Regions from separate parts of the Mus musculus genome. Here region 2 is linked to region 1. The links are chromatin contacts, called in public HiChIP or PLAC-seq maps. All regions are on one chromosome and are shown on one strand. The core of a region is the stretch at or near the end of the contact, and the rest is flanking DNA. Distances in the headings are between cores, read along the strand shown.

Region 1 (3,969 bases), core at 1,357-3,856:
AAAGAAATGGCTCTTGGGTCCCTGAGAGTGACACTTGTGAGCTTTAAGAGATGGGTGTTTATGGTTCAGTGAATGTTTTAGAAGATGGAATTAGGGTACCGTGCACCAGATATGCACTGGCAGCAGCAAACCTTCATTAGATATGCTCTCAGGCACCTGGAGACCCTTCTGGGGACAGCTCTCTCTGTTGCTATGGGTCACTCTGGAGGTCTGTCATTTCTCAGTGCAAGGATGGTGGGGTTGCTCAGTACTGAGAGTTCTGCAGGCAGGCCCTGAGCCCAGTGCAGCAAGACCCTCAAATGAGCTAGAGGTTTAGTGAGATGAGGATGTGGGGGTGGGGGGAGTTGGGTTGCAATAGAGTATATTTACAAAAGCTTTTTGACCTCTCTACTGAGTGATCAAATTGAAGCCAGAGTAGCAAAAGACTGTCTCTCTCTGTCTCTCTCTCTCTTTCTCTCTCTCTGTGTGAGTATGATTGCATGTGAGTGTGTATAGTGTGTGTTTGTGTTTGTGTGTGTGTGTATACACCACAGGCCAATAGGGTATCATCTAGAGCCCTGAAGGGTAAGCAAAATTTGAGAGTGAGCAACAGAGGTGAGTCCAGATGGAAGGAGGAGGAGCTTAAGCAAGAGACGGGGTTCACGGAGGTGTATGAGAGGGAAGGATCTGAGGCTGGGGAGACACTCCCTCGGTAAAGCAAATGCTGTTCTCTTCATGTCATTCCTAGTGCTTTGTCTTGTTGTGACCCAATCTCTCTAACCCCTTGCACTGGCTGGTTTTGTGTGTCTACTTGACACAAGTTAAGAGTCATTAGAGAGGAAGGAGTCTTCAATGAGGAAATGCCTCCACAAGATCCATCTGTAAGGCATTTTCTCAATTAGTGATCAATGAGGGAGGGCCCAGCCCATGGTGGGTGGTGCCATCCCTGGGCTGGTGGTCCTGGGTTCTATAAGCAAGCAGGCTGAGCAAGGCATGGGGAGCAAGCCAGTAAACAGCACCGCACAATGGCCTCTGCATCAATCAGCTCTAGTTTCCTGCCCTGACTTCCTTTCGTGATGAGCAGCAATGTGGAAGTGTAAGCTGAATAAACCCTTTCTTCCCTGACTTGCCTTTTGGTCATGGTGTTTCATTGCAGCAACAGAAACCCAAACGAAGCCACCCGTGCCCTCTCCTTCCCTACACCGAGCTTTTAAGAGTGGACATTGCCGGGTGCTGGTGGCGATGCCTTTAATCCTAACACTCCTGTGACAGAGGCAGGTGAATCTCTGAGTTTGAGGCTGGTCTACAGAGCAAGTTTCAGGACAGCCAGGGCTACAGAGAGAAACTCTACCTCATACAAACCAAACCAAACGAAATCCAAAAACAGAGTAGACGTTTGCAGCTCTGTTTGTGGCTTGACTTGTTGCAACCCTGCTCAGTGGACAAACAGCTCATGTGTGTCTTATTCTGGGCTTCCTGTTTAGGGAAGCCCTTTGGACATAGAGGTTTAAGAATAGAATGGAGGGTCTGGAGAGATGGCTCAGTGGTTAAGAGCACTGACTGCTCTCCCAGAGGTCCTGAGTTCAGTTCCCAGCAAGCACATGATGGTTCACAACTATCTGTAATGGGATCCAATGCAGTCTTCTGGTGTGTGTTTGAAGACAGCTATGGTGTACTCATATAAATAAAAATAAATTTAAAAAAAGAATGGAGCTTGGACCTTCCCCAGCACCCTAGCACTCTATCACCAGAGGCTTATTCCTGTCAGATCTGTGACTTTCCACTAAAATTTTCCTGGGTGGAGTCAGTCCTGTAGCCCATCGAGGACAGACCTTAATCTGGCTTACTCACAAACGCAGCATCCCTATGCAGACACAGAAGGCAGCTAGCTGGTTCAGTAACAGTGTGGTCCCTTGAGTATCTCAGTGCTTCTTGCAAGGTTCAACTCCCAGAGACAGCATGAGAGCTCTGAGAGCTGCTCTGTAGTGCATTTGGCTTTCCCAGTTTGTCTTGCATCGTGGAAACTGACCCTTCCCCCTTTCTCACCTAGACTGACTTCCATGTGGCAATCTTTGTGCTGATTAGTCTGTGCCCTATAGGCTAATTGCAATTTCTTGGTATTAAGGGAAATGGATGTGAGAGAGAGAGAGAGAGAGAGAGAGAGAGAGAGAGAGAGAGACACTCATTTTGTGGCTTGAAGGAGAAATGAGACATATTTCTAGCATTGCATACAGAAGAAACTCAATTTTGGTGCCTTCACATAGCAGAAGAACTGTTGAGAATTAATTTCATTTTGGAGCAGGGCTGGTTCACACCACAGCAATCTGTAAGATCGATAGAACATTCCATCACCAGAGCGAGTTCATAAAGCCCTAATAGGACCCCCTGACCACAAGAACCACAGACCAAGCCACAGGCAACCTTTATTTATTTGCCATCTGTATGTAAATTCTGCTGTTATGGAAATTTTGCGGCATCTAGATAAGACACAATGTACTGGAATAGTTGAGCTGAGATTAAAAAAAAAAAAGCCATGTCTATCTATAAATATGGGTGAGAAATTAGTGCGACATCAGCCTCAGGCTTGGGGCCAACCTGTGGCCAAGAGGACAGTCACTTGAATACACAGTACTGGATGGCTCATTTGAATAAGCAGTCCTGGGTGCCCGTTTGAGCATGCAGGACTCACTCAGATGCTAAGCGGGCTTGAAGAAAGTTTAGGTGGTTGAATTTCTTGCTTTGCAAGCAGGGGACTTGAGTTCCATCCCCAGAACCTATGCCAAAAAGCCAGGCATGTGGTGTGAGATTATAATCCCAGCACTGGGGAGGTGTGGCTGGGAGGCTCCGTGGGACTCACAGGTCAGCCATGGTCTCCTCTTTATTAGTCAGGGCTCTCTGAAGGGATGGAATGGCTAGGATGAACACATAGAATAGAAGGGTATTTATTAGACCGACTCACAGGATGCAGCCTGGGTTGTCTGACAATAGCTGTCTCCTGATGGAAGACAGAGAATCCATGGTTGATCAGACCCCGAGGCTGGATGTCTCTGCAGTCCTAGTCTGTTGCTGAAGTGAGTCCTGGAGGACTCCTGGAGAGTTGCTGGTCTTCAGCCCATGTTGGGATCTAGAAGACGCTGGATTTAATACCAGCTACAGTGACAGGACAGATGAACCAGCCAGTGAGAGTGAGCATTCAAAAAACAAAGTTTCCTTCCTGTGTGTCCTTTCATCTGAGTGGCCACCAGAAAGGTACAGCCCAGGTTTGGTGGGAGTCTTCCACTTCAAGAAATTTGATCAAGAAAATTCTAGGAATGCCCAGTAGTTTGGGTTGATTCCAAGGATTAACCATCATGTTTATTCTTCTGGTTCCAGGCTGGTGTGTGTGCATGTGTGTGTGAGTGTGTGTGTGACAGAGAGAGAGAGACAGAGACACACAGAGAGACACACAGAGACAGAGAGAGACAAGAAGAGACAGAGACACAGAGAGGCAGAGACAGAGAGACATGTACAAAGACAGAGAGACATATATGTACAGAGACAGAGAAACAGGGAGAAAAGAAAGAGAGAAACACAGAGACAGCCACACAGAGAGACCATGTGCTGTGCTTGTGTGTGTGTGTGTGCGCGCACACACACACACACACACACACACACACAAGATGGGCAGGGAGGCTGTAGTTCACCCTATCGTCAGTTCTCAGGGCCCAGTGTCAGTCTCCTCAGAGACTCCGCAGAACTGTGCACAGAGGTTGACCTCATTTCAAAAGGACACATATTTCTGGAGTTAATTACAGTCAGGAACAGAGCATCACCCTCCTCTGCTTTTGAGTTTAAAAGAAACTGTATTGATACAGGAGAGAAGGAAGCAGGGCGCAGGTGTGTGCGGCACTCGCTGGGTTACATAATTATCAGCCCGGGTGACTTGTTCTGTAACTGGTGGCTGCTGTGGTCTTGAAGGAGCCCACGGAGCAGTGGAACTCCAAGTAGAAA
Region 2 (4,171 bases), core at 1,518-4,017, 180 kb after region 1:
GGGTCACCTCAGACACTCACTAACAGAGGCATAAATACCAGAGTTGAGATCCACGCCCGAAACTAGAGACATTCCTCAGTTTCCCCATGGAGGAAACAGATAAGTGACTGACTTTGAGGTATGTTGAAGCTGGCAGGGGCAGCTTAGGCACAGCCCCGGTTCCAGCTACCTTTTCCAGTGTCACCACCAGCCTTGTTAGTTAAGGTGATCAGGCACTGATGAGCAGGCTGCGTTTTCGGGCTACGGTTACTCTAATACAATCGCTGTAGGAGACATCTGTTGCTGGACGTAGCACCACAGGCATGACCACGCCTGGTTGGTTCCTATTAATTTCATTCATGAATCACAGGCTTAAGTGGATGGAGGAGTGAAAAGGGTTTGTGCCTGAGAGGGGGGGAGGGAACTACTTCTCTACTGGGGAATTGGCAGTACTCTGACTTTCTCCAGTACCTTCCTGTTATGTCCTCTTCAATTAAGGTGTTAAATCAGAGAGAGTGGATCCAGGTGTAGTCCTGGAGGCCATGACTCTGACATCACGGAAGCATCATGCGATCAGGCTGAATCCGCAAACACCCTGTGTTCTCATGCTCTTCTTCAAGCCGGTGGCCTCTGCACTGAGCCCCATGGTTATTGATTAATAAGTGAACGTAAGCCTGAAAGGGGGCAAGGCTGCATTATTGCCCTGTGCAGGGAAGGCTGGAAGCCTTCCTGTTGACAGAGCCCACGGTGGAAGGACTGAGGCTCCAGGCAGAGTGCCCCAGTGCTGGGGATTTGAATTCTGATCGTTGAATCGCTAATGTGACAGGCTATCTCCCAGCCCCTGGTGTTTCGTTCAATGAATCTGCAAGTGGCGTGTTTAATATGTAAGGAATGGGAACCAGGAGGAATGGGATCCAGGAGAAAAGGAAAGTGTTTGCCTCCTCTGTCTACCTTCTCTGTTCCCAGGGAGGCTTTTGACAATGGCAGGTTACCCACATCTCTGTGGACTGGAGTCCAGGGATGTTCTCAGGACCTTGGAGAGGGCCAGAGAGGCTGTCTTTTTCTGTAGGACGTTCTCCACTGTTCCTGGTGGCCAGCCTGCTTTGGTGAATCACAGGTGAATGGAGACCTTTACCTCACAGGTGGGGAAAGCAAGAGGCTGTATTATTGCACCAGCATCTGGCGTCTGTGGGACTCCTGCAGAGGACTCTGTCCTTTGTCAACCGTGGTGGGGAGACTGGACGCTGCAGTCAGAGACTGAGAAGTTCCCGTCCCACTCAGAGACCTTGACTCAGGTAAAGCTAGACCCCTAACTACACCACGGGGCGGGGGGAAATCAGTGAGTTTATTACACAGAGAATAACTGTCAATGTTTCTGATTTGAACATGGGCATTTAGAGAGAATTTTATACACAATTCTGTGGCTTTTCAGGCACCATTGTTCAGAAGGTATAATTTACAGCAAGGTTTAAAGGATGAAGTGAAACTTAAAAATTAGGTAAAAATATAGTGATTGAATTTCCTTGTTTTTTTAAAAAATTTTTTTTAGATTTATTTTATTATTTTATGTGTCTGAGTGTTTTGCCTGCATATATGTATGTGTGCTATATGCATACAGTACTCATAGAGATCAGAGGAGGGTGTCTGATCCGTTGGAGCTAGAGTTACAGTTGTCTGTGAGCTGCCATGTGGGTGCTGGGAACGGAACTCGGGTTCTCTGCAAGAGCAGCTGTTGCTTTTTAGGACTGACCCATCTCTCAAGCTCTTCACTTGTTTCTCTAAAGGGATTTTCTTTTTATAAGTAAAGTTCTAAGATGATATTACAACTTACATTGTTTGGGTTTAGGGATGAGAGTGGACTAGTAACTGTGTGAACCCCAAGGCCATGTACTTCCTAACCCTTAGTAAGGACAGTTTCAACTGTGTATGTGTGTGTGTGTGTGTGTGTGTGTTGCTTGCAGATGCTGTTGGAGTCCAGAAGAGGGCGTCAGATTCCCTGGAGCTGGATTTACAGGCAGCTGTGAGCTGCTTAAGTGGATCTTAAGAACAGAACTTGGGTTCCCTGCGAGTTTAGAACATGCTCTTAACTGATGGGCTATCTCTTCAGGCCCATGTGTTTCTTTTCTCAGCCTCGACTGAGATATCGTTAGGAAAACATGCACTATCTCTGCAGGCAGCGTTGGCTGGGTCAGTTGCATTGATGTTTCTGATGCCCAGTCATCAGGAGACATGGGCTAGATCCTAGAGGACAGGCTTCTCCATTTCACTGTCAGCTTTAACTTTCTAGTCCCTGTATCCTGTCTTGCTCGAACCCCAGGCATAACGTTGCTCCCTCCAGGACTCTGGAGGTGTCTTCTCAGTTGAACAAGGATGTGAGCCCATGAATAAAGGTCAGGGTGACTCAGTATCTCTTGCTGTACCATTTATGAAATATTTTGGCTGAAAATAAGGGCTGGGGCTGGTTCAGGTATGTAAGTTAGAGACAGCCTCAAAGTCCTTTGTGTTGACTGAGTCTCTTTTATAACCCTAGAGGCTCTCTGGGTCCTCTCCATCACCAACTCCATCACCTTTACTCCAGAAAGGAGGACTGACACACAGGCTTGAGGCTGAGATACTTCAGCAAGCTGAGAAACCCCAGGGTCAAATTGCAGTCCGGTTCTTAGCATCTCAGCACTATTGTCACATGCAGCTCTTCAGCTTGACATCACAAGCTGGAGGGGAGGAGAGCTGGGAGCTCATTACCATGGGTGTCTTGGAAAGTTTGGGGGCGAGTTCTGCATTAATTAAGCCTCATTTGAATAATGAGCACATGCTATTTATTTTCTTGGAGAGCTGCTCTGAGGGAAGCAGAGAGGCTTCTCCTACAGGAAGCCTGGTGGCCCGTGGGCCTGCCGCCCATCACTTGGGGGAGGAAGGGGGAGGCAAGGGTGCTATTTTAAACTCTCTGTTATTGCAGGGAACACCCATAACTGGAACATTGTGGGGCGGTTGTCAGCTGTTTCTGTGAGAAAAGGCCTGGGGTCAGCCAACATCTTCTCTAGTCCTCTCAATGCTGCTCTTTGCTGTGCATATGAGATGGTCTAAAATCTGCCCATCTCATCTTCCCAAATCATGTGTTCTTCTTGGTCTGTTATGGGGCCAAGCAGAATGGTGAACTTGTGATCATGAGGTCACTATAGTGGTCACGAGAGGACTCCACAGGAAGAGAGGTATTCTGATACCAAACATCTAGATCTGCCTGATATCCTTCTGGGTGCTTAAGAAGCATGCACATCGGCTGGGCAGTGGTGGCACATGCCTTTAGTCCCAGTACTTGGGAGGCAGAGGCAGGCAGATTTCTGAGTTCGAGGCCAGCCTGGTCTACAGAGTGAATCAGGACAGCCAGGGCTACACAGAGAAACCAGGTCTCGACAAAACCAAAAGAAGAAGGAGGAGGAGGAGGAGGAGGAGCAGCAGCAGCAGCAGCAGCAGCAGCAGCAGCAGCAGCAGCAGCAGCAGCAGCAGCAGCAGCAGCAGCAGCATGTGCATCTCTGAACTGAAAAGCAGTTATTCCCCAGTAATATGGGTATTTAAATCTGATCAGGGCTCATCTGATCCAGTCTAGAGAAAACAAGTGTCCCTTGTGCCTTTTCCCTGTGCAAGTGGCTTGTGCAGAGTGACTGCGTCTCTCACATAGTATGGGAAGAAACCAGCCAGATTCCCTCAACTCTGTAATTAAATCACAGACCTCCATGCCTTTGGCTGCACCCAGTAATCTTTCTTCATGAAACCACTTGCCCACTTGCCCATCAATCGAGGCCAGAGTTCTGAGTCATAAGCAAAAGTACAGAAGGCTCAGGCCTGACTCTATGAGTGTGCAGCTCAAGAGAGCCCACACATGTCAGCACTCATGAAGCCGGGCACTGGAGCTGCACACACTTAGCATCATGATGTTGCAGAGAACATGGAGGGCTGTGCAGACATGTCAGTTTCGCACTTCAGGGAGATACTTCAGCATTCAGGCCTTCATGTTCTTGGGGTTTTGGAGCCACCTATTACTAACTAATGTTCTTCACACAAACATCACGGGTCTTTAAGCAAGACTTTAAAACAATGTTGTAATTATCATATATGTGAAGAGACCCTGTGGTGGTTCGAATACGCTTGGCCCAGGAAGTGGCACTATTAGGAAGTGGTATGGCCTTGTTGGAGG

What was found. HiChIP or PLAC-seq counts read pairs in DNA pulled down with a chosen protein or histone mark.
Region 2: an H3K27ac HiChIP or PLAC-seq map of VIP interneurons shows a contact between it and region 1, with 2.0 times the contacts expected there. The contact joins two enhancer-like sites. A contact is called at or near these places in 10 of 484 Hi-C or Micro-C datasets (the HL-1 cell line, cerebral cortex, cortical glia and 3 more), 1 of 115 datasets of contacts at active chromatin or transcription factors (VIP interneurons) and 2 of 9 other capture datasets (liver and pancreatic islet).

The regions. Positions count from the first base shown.
Region 1 is chr5:125,623,740-125,627,708 of GRCm38.p6, forward strand. All of the region lies in intron 2 of Tmem132b (transmembrane protein 132B), which reads left to right. Among named protein-coding and RNA genes, the nearest start is that of Tmem132b, 93 kb to the left of the region's middle. Within about 2 kb of position 2,607, at least 9 of the 459 cell types and tissues checked have an H3K27ac peak or open chromatin away from gene starts, as enhancers often do. A contact at or near this core is called in VIP interneurons, where this site is marked.
Region 2 is chr5:125,802,709-125,806,879 of GRCm38.p6, forward strand. No RefSeq gene overlaps it. Among named protein-coding and RNA genes, the nearest start is that of Gm51294, 23 kb to the left of the region's middle. Within about 2 kb of position 2,768, at least 19 of the 459 cell types and tissues checked have an H3K27ac peak or open chromatin away from gene starts, as enhancers often do. A contact at or near this core is called in VIP interneurons, where this site is marked.